Regions from separate parts of the Mus musculus genome. Here regions 1 and 2 are each linked to region 3. Evidence: chromatin contacts called from public HiChIP or PLAC-seq data. All regions are on one chromosome and are shown on one strand. The core of a region is the stretch at or near the end of the contact, and the rest is flanking DNA. Distances in the headings are between cores, read along the strand shown. Region 1 overlaps Asap1 (ArfGAP with SH3 domain, ankyrin repeat and PH domain1). Region 2 overlaps Asap1 (ArfGAP with SH3 domain, ankyrin repeat and PH domain1). Region 3 overlaps Gm30632 (a long non-coding RNA gene).

Evidence for each region. HiChIP or PLAC-seq counts read pairs in DNA pulled down with a chosen protein or histone mark.
Region 1: a FOXA1 HiChIP or PLAC-seq map of pancreatic cancer cells shows a contact between it and region 3. The contact joins two enhancer-like sites. A contact is called at or near these places in 1 of 484 Hi-C or Micro-C datasets (uterus) and 2 of 115 datasets of contacts at active chromatin or transcription factors (fibro-adipogenic progenitors and pancreatic cancer cells).
Region 2: a contact with region 3 is called in a FOXA1 HiChIP or PLAC-seq map of pancreatic cancer cells. The contact joins two enhancer-like sites. A contact is called at or near these places in 4 of 115 datasets of contacts at active chromatin or transcription factors (cardiomyocytes, double positive thymocytes, fibro-adipogenic progenitors and 1 more).

Annotation. Positions count from the first base shown.
Region 1 is chr15:64,244,762-64,249,126 of GRCm38.p6, reverse strand. The region is part of intron 3 of Asap1 (ArfGAP with SH3 domain, ankyrin repeat and PH domain1); the gene reads left to right. Among named protein-coding and RNA genes, the nearest start is that of 1700010G06Rik, 67 kb to the left of the region's middle. Within about 2 kb of position 2,541, at least 33 of the 459 cell types and tissues checked have an H3K27ac peak or open chromatin away from gene starts, as enhancers often do. A contact at or near this core is called in pancreatic cancer cells, where this site is marked.
Region 2 is chr15:64,221,904-64,225,962 of GRCm38.p6, reverse strand. All of the region lies in intron 3 of Asap1 (ArfGAP with SH3 domain, ankyrin repeat and PH domain1), which reads left to right. Among named protein-coding and RNA genes, the nearest start is that of 1700010G06Rik, 90 kb to the left of the region's middle. Within about 2 kb of position 2,377, at least 85 of the 459 cell types and tissues checked have an H3K27ac peak or open chromatin away from gene starts, as enhancers often do. A contact at or near this core is called in fibro-adipogenic progenitors and pancreatic cancer cells, where this site is marked.
Region 3 is chr15:64,541,298-64,545,557 of GRCm38.p6, reverse strand. The region is part of intron 1 of Gm30632 (a long non-coding RNA gene); the gene reads right to left. Among named protein-coding and RNA genes, the nearest start is that of Gm30632, 9.4 kb to the right of the region's middle. Within about 2 kb of position 2,452, at least 46 of the 459 cell types and tissues checked have an H3K27ac peak or open chromatin away from gene starts, as enhancers often do. A contact at or near this core is called in fibro-adipogenic progenitors and pancreatic cancer cells, where this site is marked.

The DNA of each region.
Region 1 (4,365 bases), core at 1,292-3,791, 300 kb after region 3:
GTCCCAAAGTAAAGGCACATGATTTCTGCTTTGCAACCATTCTGATAGGAGGAGCAGGCATATGGTTAGTGATTTACAGTGGGGCATGATCCGTGCCATGATGGACTCACGGCAGAGGTCAGTCTGAGAGGCCAGGGCAGGGTACCCAGCCTTGACTCTTGTACCAGAGGAGACTCACCAGAGGAAGGGATATCTTATCTTGGGCTCAGATTAGAGGTAGTGGAGAACCTCTCTTTCGAGAAGGTAAGAGGTGTTGTAGCTAAGGCTGCTGAGGCGAGGGGATTTTAACAACCCTGGAAGGACAGCAGGGCTTTAACCTCAGAGCAACAGAAAAGCAAGCCCCTTAGAATTTAAACCAGGGATTGGCATGTTCTACTTTGCTTTGTAGACATACTGTTCTAACTATAGCATGGAGAATGAGTTGAAAAGATCGACATAATGTGAAAGGTAACATGCTTCCAGGAGTGCCTAACCCTTTGGCATCACTGCAGAACATTGCTGTCTACAGAGCTCACACTTAGAACAGCACAGTCGAGTTGTCAGGGGAAAAACAAGATAATGTAATGTGATGTTTTAAGTAAATTTATGTAAGAAATGCTTAGCTCATAGCTGCTTTCCTAGAAAAGAAATTATGTTTGGTCCTTGAAAAGGAGGTCTTTTCGGAGCATAGGGTCCCCAGTGAAGGAGCTAGAGAAAGTACCCAAGTAGCTGAAGGAGTTTGCAGCCCCATAGGAGGAACAACGATATGAACTGACCAGTACCCCCAGAACTTCCTGGGACTAAATCAAAGAAAACACATGGTGGGACTCATGGCTCCAGCTGCATATGTAGCAGAGAATGGCCTAGTCGGCCATCAATGGGAGGAGTGGCCCTTAGTCCTGTGAAGGTTCTATGCCCCAGTGTAGGGGAATGCCAGGGCCAGGAAGCGGGAGTGAGTGGGTTGGTGAGCAGAGGGAGGTGGGAGGGGATAGGGGATTTTTGGAGGGGAGACTAGGAAAGGGGATAACATTTGAAATGTAAATAGAGAAAATAATAAAAAAGACAAGGAGGTATTTTTCTGTCATTTGGGGTCTTCCTACTAGTCAAAACATTGATGAATGCAGCTGTCTGCATTAGGTTCTCATGGCTGCCAGGCCCTGGGTTGTAAAGCACCGGTTTGGGTATGCATAGCCATCTATACCAGCAGTTCTCAACCTGAGGGTCACAACCCCCTATGGCTCATGCATTGTATATCCTGAATATCAAATATTTATGTTACAATTCATAACAGTAGCAAAATTGCTGTTATGAAGTAGCAACAAAATAATATTATGGTTGGGGGTCACCTTAACATGAGGAGGCACTGTATTAAATGGCTACAGCACTGGGAAGGTTGAGAACCGTTGACCTGTACTCATTCACCAGCTCTCTGACATTTATTTAAGGGCCCAGCATCCTTACAACAAAGTGATGGCTTAAGAAACCTCACATTTTAGCAGTGATGTCATAGCCATGCAGAAATAGGAATATTTGCTTACTCTCCCACATGTCTCAGTTCCTAGTTCAGTGGTTCTTTGAATTATCTAATCAGTGTCCTCATTGGCCCATTTAGCTAACTGTACAGTCTGCCATTTTTCCCAGTTATACTTTCCCAGTTAGTCTTTGTCAGCCGCAGTTAGATGATTGGGTAACAAGTGCCAGCTACCTAAGTCAAGGCTCATCTTGAGTGTGCCCTCTCTTCATGTTGATTACGGGTTCCTCCAGAAAGAACGTGTGTGTGCTGTCTTGCAGCTCTCTTTGAGTTTTATCTCTTTATAGTGGGCCCAGAACCTAAATTCACCTCTACATGCAACTTAATGGATGCAACTGAGCAGCAGAACTGGGAACTTGTAGAGGATAGTTTGACTGTGTTAGCAGGTTACCCGCAGTTTATCTATAGATTATAGCCCAGCAGCTAGGACCCAGAGGAGCTCTGCTACATGGCCCCAGTCATTTCACCAGTAACAGGAGCAGTCACACTGAGTGGGCTGTAGATGAGAAAGAATGGGTGTTTTCAAATCTAGCACATAGGTGAGAATAGTAGTAGCCATTTCTATAGATAATTGCTCTTTCTTTCTCTACGGTAGTTTTTTAGGTGGAATGTGTTTGCTCACAGATGGCTGTCATCATTTACACTGTGTCAGTCCCTTGAGATTTTTAGGTCCAGGGGTGGCTGGGGGGTGGGGGGAGCAGTCTTTGTTTCTATCCTCCCGAGTGACAGGTACGAATTCTTAGTGTTTTCTCTAACCTAGTCAGTTAACCTTGAAAGGTACTGTACTGTACAGTATGGTGGGATAGTAAGAGCCAGAGGCTAGGGGAAGGACTTCAGCCCGAGACAGTTACAGGGGCCTGGGGCAAAGGGAGGTTGTGAGTATGTGAGAGCAAAGTTTAGCCGCCTGGGAAATGTCACAGTTTTTCTTCTTAAACTGATTGTGTAGTCAGTCACTCGGTGTTAAGCCCGGATATGCGTGATTCAAACAGACAAACAACAGGGGCAGTGTTGGGGGAGCCAGAATGAATCAGGTCTGTGCTGCTTCCTAGGTAGGCCAGCTGAGCTGAGCTGTCATAGGACTGATAACAACTAGCTGCATCTCAGCCCACAACAAAAGAGATGTAGCAGCAACAGCGGGGAGAAGGAAAAGTAGGATGTTGAGACAGCAGTTTGAAAGCACAGGCATGCACATCTCTGTTCCCATCCCAGCCAACTCTCTGAGAACTTTGCTGAGTAAAATGAATAGTGGGTTGGATATTAGGTGTCCTGTTCTCTTCCCTTGCTTCTACTCAGAAAGATTGTCACAGGGATCAGGATAACTGTTACGAATAGAATCGCCCAGGGACATACTCCACTTTATCTGGACCTCTACCAGGTAAACCTCTACTTCTAAGAGCCTTCTTCCTTGTGACTCCAAGGAAGCAGGAAGAAGTTGGTATTGGCAGGTCTGCGTTTCTGCAAAGCAGTGAGTAATGCTCTAGCAGGTTTGAAGAATGTTCAGCTTCCAGTAAAGTCTACAAGGCTGGGATTTCAGATGGCAACAGTGTGGCATATTCTCTCTCTCTCTCTCTCTCTCTCTCTCTCTCTCTCTCTCATACACACACAGAGGAATCTAACAATCTCTTTGATTGGATGGATTTTTTTTCTATTTAATATGTGCTAGTTTCTAAACTTAGTAAATTTATCTTTAAAGTGTAGCACAGTGTGAGTTTGGTGCACAAATGTTCCTGATACTTCCATGAAATATGGTTAATGGAATTATTATGATTATGATTATTATATATACACATAAACACATATATTCTCTTATCTATCTATCTATCTATCTATCTATAGTGCCATCTTTCACAGTGTTTTTAGAGGCCTTTTTGAAACCAGTGGCCACAGAATTAGAGCCTTACATGAATTCTATCTTGTGGTGGTCATTTGTAGCTTGGTACAAAGCCTATTGAGTAGTTAGCCTTCCCATGGCTAATGTGTAGCTGACCCCTCTGCTAATTGTGTGTTTGTTTTTTTTGCCAGATATTTTATAACATGAACTTCATAGTAACTGTTTTTGTCATCCTTGTCTTACCATTGTAAAAAGGCTCTTTCAGGTGCTAACCTCTGCCCACACTCTTGAGAATTGACCTTGCTCATCCTTTTAACTTCTAGCGTTTCATCCATGATCATTTAATAGCTTCTGTTCTCTCCCCAGTTAAACCAAGGAACCACTTGTAATTTGTCTCAGTAATTAGAATGTGACTTTAAGTAACTTGTGGAGTTGGCCTTTATCTGACTGAACACTTGTTTGGGTAATTTTCTGTTCCATCGACCAAAATTCTGTTCTATCAAATGAAATTTCTGTGGCAGTTGTTCTTTCCACAGCAGAATCAAAGCAGTGGCCCCAAAATAGAGGAGAACTTAGACTTGTCTTCTGTCACCTTCCCAAGCCCCACATGAAGGCTGCTGCTGCTATCTGTGCATATACTGAGTTACGTGTCACCACACAGCTGAGAAGCTGAGGAGTAGAACCTGACCTGTCCAGCTCGTCTTGCCTTGTATCACACTTGATGCTTGTATGTGATGCATGGCCAAGGATGGTGTTTAGGGACACTTCATTGTATGATACAGAGGAGGTAACTGGGACATTACTGCATGCTTTATAGTGGTACTCTGAAAATCTTGTGAGCCTGTTGACAATTAGTTCCAAGTCACAGAACTGTCACATGGGCAAAAGCCAGTTCATTATGGCTATGGACTAATGTTATCCTCACTGTTGATGACTGATGGAGGGACGACTTTAGTTACAGTAACAGTGTGTGTGTTATACATATATATGTATATGCATGTATATGAATGAAGTGTTGCTTTTT
Region 2 (4,059 bases), core at 1,128-3,627, 320 kb after region 3:
GATGCTAAGATAGGAATTGTGGAGTGCCAACTCTATGCTGCTATCTGATGCTGGCAGTTGCTTGGTCAGCAGTGTATGGCACAGCTGTCCGTAAGAACCATCGCTATAGAATGCTCCGCTCTCTAGTTGCTTTAGCCATCTCTGCGCTGGTGGCTCCTGAGTTTATCTAGACAGGCCTCACTCGATGTCCTTTTTAACAGACTCCACGTGAAGTACTACCAAGAAGGAAAGGTGGCAATCATAGCTGACTGTCCCGTGAAGGAAGGTGGAGGTACCGCTCTGACTCACTGCCTCATAAGAGTTAGGTCGAGGAAGCTCTTCACTGTATGTTCTCAACCATAGTTGAGACCCTAACTCCCGAGGTGGATGGCCTGGGCTTGATGCCCAGCTCCCCATTTACCTACTGTTTTGAGTTGAGTAAGCTGCTTAGCATTCTTCTTCAGAGAAATTGTCATCATATTCTGATTTTCCTTAGGCTTAAACTACTGGTGCTCTGGATATTCTGACCGTTTGATTCTTTCCTTGTGCTCTGGCTCTTTATTTTCTGAGGCCAGGTGGAACGCCCGTCTTCTCAGTCACCTTTGCCCTGCCCTGCCCAGCCAAGCAGGACGTGTAGAGCCTTCTGAGTAGTATAGTGTTGTTAGCACTTTGCTGTCTTCATGGCTTGGATGTGCACTAGCACTGCCTTGTCCTGCGTTTCAGGCAGGGAAGCATTTTACTTCCCATCTTGTGTTCATGTTCCAGGGACGGGTGATAAACATGTTAGTTAGCTTGAGTCGGTGCTTAGATTTCTGACATGAAGTGAGACAAGATAAAGTATGATATAATGAATCTCTGAGTAACTACAGGAGGACAGTTATTTTTGTAAAGTAGTTTGTACGATTGTTGTGCAAACTAAACAGATTGGCATGTTGAGAGGCAGTGCTTGGGCCAGGTCTTTAGAGATGGTGACAGGAGCCATACTGCCTCTCAGCTACTTGGCTACACCAGTACCATTTGTAGACTGATGAGTGAAGGCTGCGCCAATGTCTGTCTGGCCTGAGTGCCGGGGATCACAGGATCGTGGCTAGACCCTAGTGACGTGTTCCTCCCAGGTGAACTGTAAAAGAGGTGAAAGAGTGTCTGTGCTTTATCCCTCCCCTGCTCTCTCTGTGTGACATGCTGCCTGCTTACCATTTCTGATCTGAATCTGTAATGTTTCCAACTCTGATGTTTCAAGTCCCCTGTCTGGAGGTAGGCCGTTCATACACTTTCTTTGTTGGCCTTCATACCATGCCACGTTCCCATCATGGTTAAGAATTCTTTCCGCTTTCCAGTTATGCTGTTCCTTCTCATCAGTTCTCACAGGGTCTCTCATAACTGCCGCTGCCTTCAACACAGAGCAGCAGAGTGAGAAAAGCTCGCGTGGATCACATTTATCAGGACGTGACCTTAAGACAAGCCACTCAACACCTTTACACCTCAGATTCCTCCTCTGTGCAATAATTAAGAGTGCCTGCCTCCTTAGTGTTTCTCTGTGCCAAGCTCATAGGAAGCCCTCAAAATCAGTCATTGTAGTGAACCTCAAGGAGCTTACTAAAGAAGGTCAGCAGAACTAGCTAGGCTGTGTGCCTTGATCTTATTTTTTAATAATTCTTTGCCCTCATGGGTCAGTGTGCCTCACTTTATAGGGATGTGTAAGTTGTGCATGAGTTAAGGAAGGCCATTTCACTTAGCACGCCTGAGCTAGCAGAGGCTCAGATCAGCTCCCTCAGAAGGACAGCTGTTGGCTTTCCCACCTCCTGACCCACCTTCTTGTGGTCCCTTTCTTGTATTTATTTTTTCTTTGCTGTCTGACATGGACTTGTATCTGTTTCTTTTCTTTTCTTTTCTCTTCTTTTCTTTTCTTTGTTTCTTGCTCATAGTGGTGTTTCTTCCTCAGTAGTTGTTCAACACCAGTGGTGGCTTCTTGTGCATCACTTGTCCCACCCCTTCTTTCTAACTCCTGCAGTGGGACCTGATAGGCCAGCTTGTCCCGCTTCTGCAGCCAGATAGACATCTCTAGGTTGCTGGATCAGCCTGTCTCCCCTGGTGATTTTAGCAGTGCAGCTAGAGGAAAAAGTATAGCCCCTGGCTACCCTGGATCTCATCTTCAGCTTCAGAGTAATTGGAATCAAGCACTATACACAAGTAAATGATTTAGGAGCTATTCCTATTCACACATCTATCACTGGGGATAGGAGTCTTGTCCTTTGATTCCATGTTACGGAAAAGCAGAAATATTCGCAAGACAAGTGGGTAAGGGAAACTTGTTGTTTGTGGAGCTAGTTCTCCCTTGATACGAAGCAGATCTTTGTTTGGAATGTAGCAGTCTCTGGTGCGGTGAGTCAGGCCTTCCACTGGTTTGCATTTTTCATTAGTGTATCATTTAAGGAAATCCTGTGGTCAGGGCCTTGGAACAAGCCTGTGTTTATTCTTCTGCTAAAATAAAAAAAAAAAAAAAAAAGCAAAACACTTAATAATGTATCTGAAGATAAAGTTGTGTTTCTGGAGCTGTTTGCCTAAAATTTGGAAGGGGAACAGTTTTCAGTGCTTATTGTAAGTCTTTTCAGACTTTTTGATGTCCTTCATTCCAGTGTGGATCATAGAAAGTGGGACGTTCTTCTAGTTTAAATATTATAGATACTTGTAGAACTAGGGCTTCTGATTAACATCAGTGAGTTCCTTATTCAATAAAGGATTGATTTTTATCCTAAGTGTCTACTGAAAAGGACCACACCAACGTTTTGTTTAGTATATCTAACACCCCACATGTATTGTTTTATTTAGCAGCTCTAGAAAGAGTATAAAATACATTTTTCTTTACATGCTGAGTATTAAAAGAAAATCATGATGGTTTATAGTGCTTTGAAGTTACTCCTATTTGAATTTTTGAAAGAATACAGTTCATATGACCTTTTCTGGCTGCTAAGCATATTCATTTTACTCATCCTATAAGCATTTATTCTAGACATACAGTTATAAGAGTGTGTTAGTTACTAGGAATAGAGGTCAAGTGTCAGCAATTTCAGTTAAGATGAGATCCTGTGACTATACTCTTGGGCCCTTCAGGTCCCCCCTTATCGTTGACTTGGCGTCCTTCCATATGGGCAAACATCACCACATTAGGCTGGTTGGATTTAGGAACAGAAACTTGCTGTTAGCCCAGTCTGGCCTCACACTTACTGCACTCTTGCCTCAGGTTCTTTAAGAGCAGGAACTGCACATAAATTTCCCAGGGGCACTTGTACCTGGAGGGCTATCAGATTCCAACTTAACCACACCAAAGTCCATATGGCTCTCCCCACCCATGATCTCATCTCAACCTCTCTCACCGTTAGAGATCCCCCAGGCTCCTCCAAGCCTCCCACCATGTTCTTTCTCTAGTACTTTCCAAACTTGCCTCTGGAGCTTGTATCCTCCCAGAGGCCTGATTGGCCCATGTTTCCCAAGCACTTGGGGTTATCTCAGGATCTGCCTTCCCATTTACTGAGCTTCTGAGGAACCAAATGCCCTCATAGGCCATTGGAGCCTGGAGTCACCTTCATATCCTCCTCATAGAAACCCCCATGAGTAAGAGGCAGCTCTCTGTTTAGTCTCTGTACTAGACTGTCAAACTCTGGACTTGGGCAAGTTGTTTATATTCTCAGGGCTTGGAGTTTTGCTTTTGGTTAAATAAATATGAAAATTAGGCTATATCATCCACATGTAGGGTTCTTCTAGCTCTATAGTACTATAAAAATGAGGCTAACCTTTGGCTTTTGGAAATTGGAGTTTTTCCATTTCAACTGAATCCTGGTTAACACAGAGGATAATGAGCTTCATTGAGTACAAAGACCAGCTGGCCAAAGCTCCTTGTCTAGGAGCTGCATAGTCCGAGTAGAGTGGCTTGATGAGGTGGGGGTAGCACAGAACATACACCTGCTGGAAAATCCCCTCAGAGGGGATAAGTCAACACCACACACTGCTCTGCTTTCCTTCCTCTGCTGGATAAATTATGACTAAGAGCTTTATTTGGCTTATGCTTTAAGGTTACGGTGC
Region 3 (4,260 bases), core at 1,203-3,702:
TACCATTCCTGAGCTGATGGTCCTGGGTTCTATAAGAAAACAGGCTGAGCAAGTCAGTAAGCAGCACCCCACCCCTACTGGTCGCTGTATCAGCTCCTGCTTCCTAGTACCTGCTCTGTTCTGTTCTTACTTCCTTTGATGCTAAACAGTGATGTAGAAGATAAACCGAAATAAACCCTTTCCTGGTCATGTTTCCAGTCATGATGTTTCTTGACAGCAATAGGAACCCTACCTAAGACAACTTCCCTGATTACACCACCTTTAACAAGAGTCCCAATCCAGTAAAACAGCCAGCCACAGGGACTAGAAGATCTCGGTGGATGCTTTAAATTTGAGACTATTGAGATGGGATGGAGGAGATACTGTTTACTAGCTGAGACGAAAGAGAAAAGGATGGTCATGGGACAGTACAGAGCCAGGCATAAGGATGGAGATCTGCTCAGAACAGTGGGAATCTGGTCTATTGAGGAAGCCCCAGACAGACACAAGGTTGCCAAGAGGTGAGGAAAGGAACAGGGAAATGTTCTCTGAGCAGACAGCATAGATCGGTAAGTGGCAGTTTCTGTCTCTGCCCTCAGATGTCTGTACACATTAGACAGCCTTCGTCTGAAGAATGTGTGTTCAGAAAAACATGGCACATCATTTTTATTCTGTTTGAGCATGAATGAATTAAGCTTTAATGGCAACAATTACCATTAAATTGTGACAAAACACTTGACAGACTCAACGTTAGACAGAAAGGGTTTGTTTGGGCTCAGGTTCCGGGTGGAGTCAGGGGTCAGTTTGCGATTGTTGTGAAGCCATGGTGGATGAGGAAGCAGAGAAAGTCAATGCTGGTATTTGGTTGGTTGTCTCCTTTTCTCTTTTATTAGATCGAGGGACCTCTATCCCACAAGATTTTCTTTCTGTAAGTGAAAGAGTATGTCTCACAAATCTCAATCTGGTCCATTGACACAGAATACTAACAACCACAGACACCAACTGTCATTGTGAGAGTTCTGTGAAATAATACAAAAGCACTTAGCTGAGCAGCTGGCTCGACATAGGGTAGCTCTTATTTTTATATTGTATAACTATCCTATTGGTACTATGACAAATTATCACAATAATAATAATAATAATAATAATAATAATAATAATAGTCGCAGCTTAAAGCAATACACATCCATTGTCATATGTTTTACAAACTGGAAGTCTGGAATTCACATTATTGGACTAAAGGTATTAGCAAGATTGCCTTCTTCTGGAGGCTGTGAGCAGATAGAATTGATTTCTTTCCCCTCTGTAGTGTTTAGTATGTGTTTCTTGACTTGTATTCCACCATCTTCAAATCCCAGCACTCCAACCCCTGATCTCACCATCTTTCACCTCCTCCATATCACTCTTAGGAGGATTCTGTGATTACATTATCTGTAATCTACCTACATAATCTGTAAATCTTTAGGCTAATATTTGAAGTCTTTTTACCATCTATGTAAGTAACAGTTGCAGATCTGGTGGTTAGAAAACGAGTGAGGAAGGAGAACCATTATTGATCCAGCCATATAAATTAATAATAATGACAGGCAGGAAGTAGATAATAGAATGAGAAATCTGAGAAGTGCATTGGGAATGAGATTTGGTATGTATTAGGAGGGATAGCTAGTTCTACTTGTGAAGTTGAATTTCTGCCTGCCTGGGTCAATGTTTAAAAACCTCCAGCTAAAGTATTATCATGGCAGTTCCTTGATCCTTAAAAATGCTTCTCTGAGTAGTATGGTATTTGTCTTCCCAACATTATCTCAGCTTTCATACCTCCCTCACAGCCTAGCAGAGGCTTTGAGTGGCACTAGTCCTAGCTTCAGAGTGGGAAGAAAAATCAAGTGGTTATAGGGGTTGACCCAGAAGCAATCATATTAGCCTGAAGGGTCTAATCCAAGATGACAGAGGTAGGTCATGAGAAACCCTATACATGTGATATATGAAAGAAACCAGTCTAATGAGGAAGGCAACAAGCACCATAAAATGCTTCTAATTGTTTTAGTAATAGACCACAAAACTATATCTGAGTCCTGCTTTGGTCTTTTCCATTTTATGCTGCAATTCACTCTTCATTATGAAGCAACTGGGGTTCAGATCTTTCCTCCCTTCACACTTAAATCATCTTGAAGATGAGTAAGATTTCCTACATCTATTTGTAGACAAAGAAACTGGGGTTTAGTAAGAGAACAGACCTGTCAATATTGGAAAACCAGCTAGGAACATGAAAAGAATTCAACCTAGACCTCCGAGATACCATAGGCAGTTTTGGTTCACCAACAATGAATGATGGGTTGGAGCTGCTTAGTTCTTTTGCCCCTTCATTCTGACAGCACTGATGGATATGTGCAAAATATCAGGTGGACACAACTATAAAGAGAGCTGCATAGAGGGTAGAGACCATGTCTGCAACCCCCTCCCAGCATGGTGTATACAGGAGACATAAATCACCCAGAGACTGAGTCACCTCTTATGTAAATATCCTTCTTCCCAGGTTAGCTCTCCTTTGGAGATAATTGCTTGAGAAATATTGTCCCTTGGTTTCTCAGGAAAGCAATCTCAACTGCATTTTAATTCTCTCCAATCAAGATGCTATAATGAAAGCTCAAGAGGAGTAGGAACTAAATTGGCTTTAAAAAAAAAAGAGGGATCTAGTAAGTGCTATGAATTGCTCTAAATCAAATGCTCTGTTGTTTCATTTAATCACCATAACTCTTCGGGTGGTGCCATTATGTTAGATGGTCTCATGGGAAATTGAGGCCCTTCAGACTCAGGTCACTTAGCCTGCGCATGAGTGGATGAGCCCAAATCTGAATCACAGGCATGGATACTGAACACTGCGTACAATTTCCATCGCCTCACATGGCCTTCTCTAAAAATATCACTATGATCATTGTTCCTGGGATATTGCCTAATGCAGTGACCTCAGGAACATCAGGCAGGGCTGTCTAGGCCATCAAACAATAAGAGGAAACATGCCAAAGACACAACAGAGGACAATGAGCAGGCAGTCGATGTGGTGATCAGGTGAATTCACAAGGTAGAAACAAAAGCCCACTGGGTACGAAAGTAACTTGGGAACATCGTGGGGACCAGATGGTTTGATACACACCCCAAGGACAGCTGTGCTCCCAGATTCAGTAATTACCATGTTCTTAAAACAGAGGACAGTCACAAAAAAGACCAATGACTCATGCTTTGAAAAGCATATAAGTTTTTGTCTGGCCCCCCAGAGGCCACCAGGCTTTGACTCGAAAGCAGAAGCTGCTGCTTCTAGAAGTAGCAAGATAGAAAGGGCACCTTGCCACTGAATCTTCCCTCTGCCTCAGCAACGAGCTAGCAGCCCATACCAGAAAATAGTTCTGTAAATCAGCTAAAGTCATCTCATACCAGCTCCCTCAGCAAGTGATAATTATGATATAGGAACTAGAAAGAATGCTTGGTCATCTGGTTCCCTGCCTCCCTCCTCGGGTGAATGAGAAGCTGGCATGTATAAAATACTCAAAGGTATCATTAATGATAAAGTCTGCCATATGAGGTTGTTGCTGCCGGGTAAAAAGCCTAACAGCCCCCAGGGTCTCAAGAGACACTCAGTTCCTTAGCTACAGGGGAATAGCCAGATTATTCAGGACGGGAAAAAAAGAAAAAAGAAATTCCATCTTGGAGGATGTATACAGATCCAGAAATAAGACAAGGCAGAAGAGGGCCTCTAGCTTGGGGTGGACAGAGCTCTGGGACACAAACAGTGAATAAGAGAATGGGAAATAGACAGCAAAAGCCATGCTGGGACTAAAACAATATCTGAGCTTCATACATAAATGTATGAACAAGGTGGTAATGTTTTCAGAATGGATTTTCCAAGGCAATAGAAGATATATGACGGGCGTGGTAGGTAGTGAATGATGACAATGTTGGTAGTTGCCATGGTGAGCTGCTGCTCCTGCTGCTGCCACTGCTACTGCTGGAGAGAGTATATGATGGTCATATAGCAGAAGTGTCTAGGATGGTCTGAGTGGTCGTGAAGGGATGGAATGGATGGCTGTGCCAGTAAAAACAGACATATATGTCCTGGTACTGGCTGATAAATGACTGGAGATCCTGATATGTGTGAGGAGGCTGAGATGATGCTGATGGGAAGTTTTGGTGATTAGGATGATGATGTAGCAGTCGTCATAGAGGGGCAATAAATGCAACAACCAATGTGAAATTAGACTTAGCTAAGTGTCCATCATTCTTTCTGGC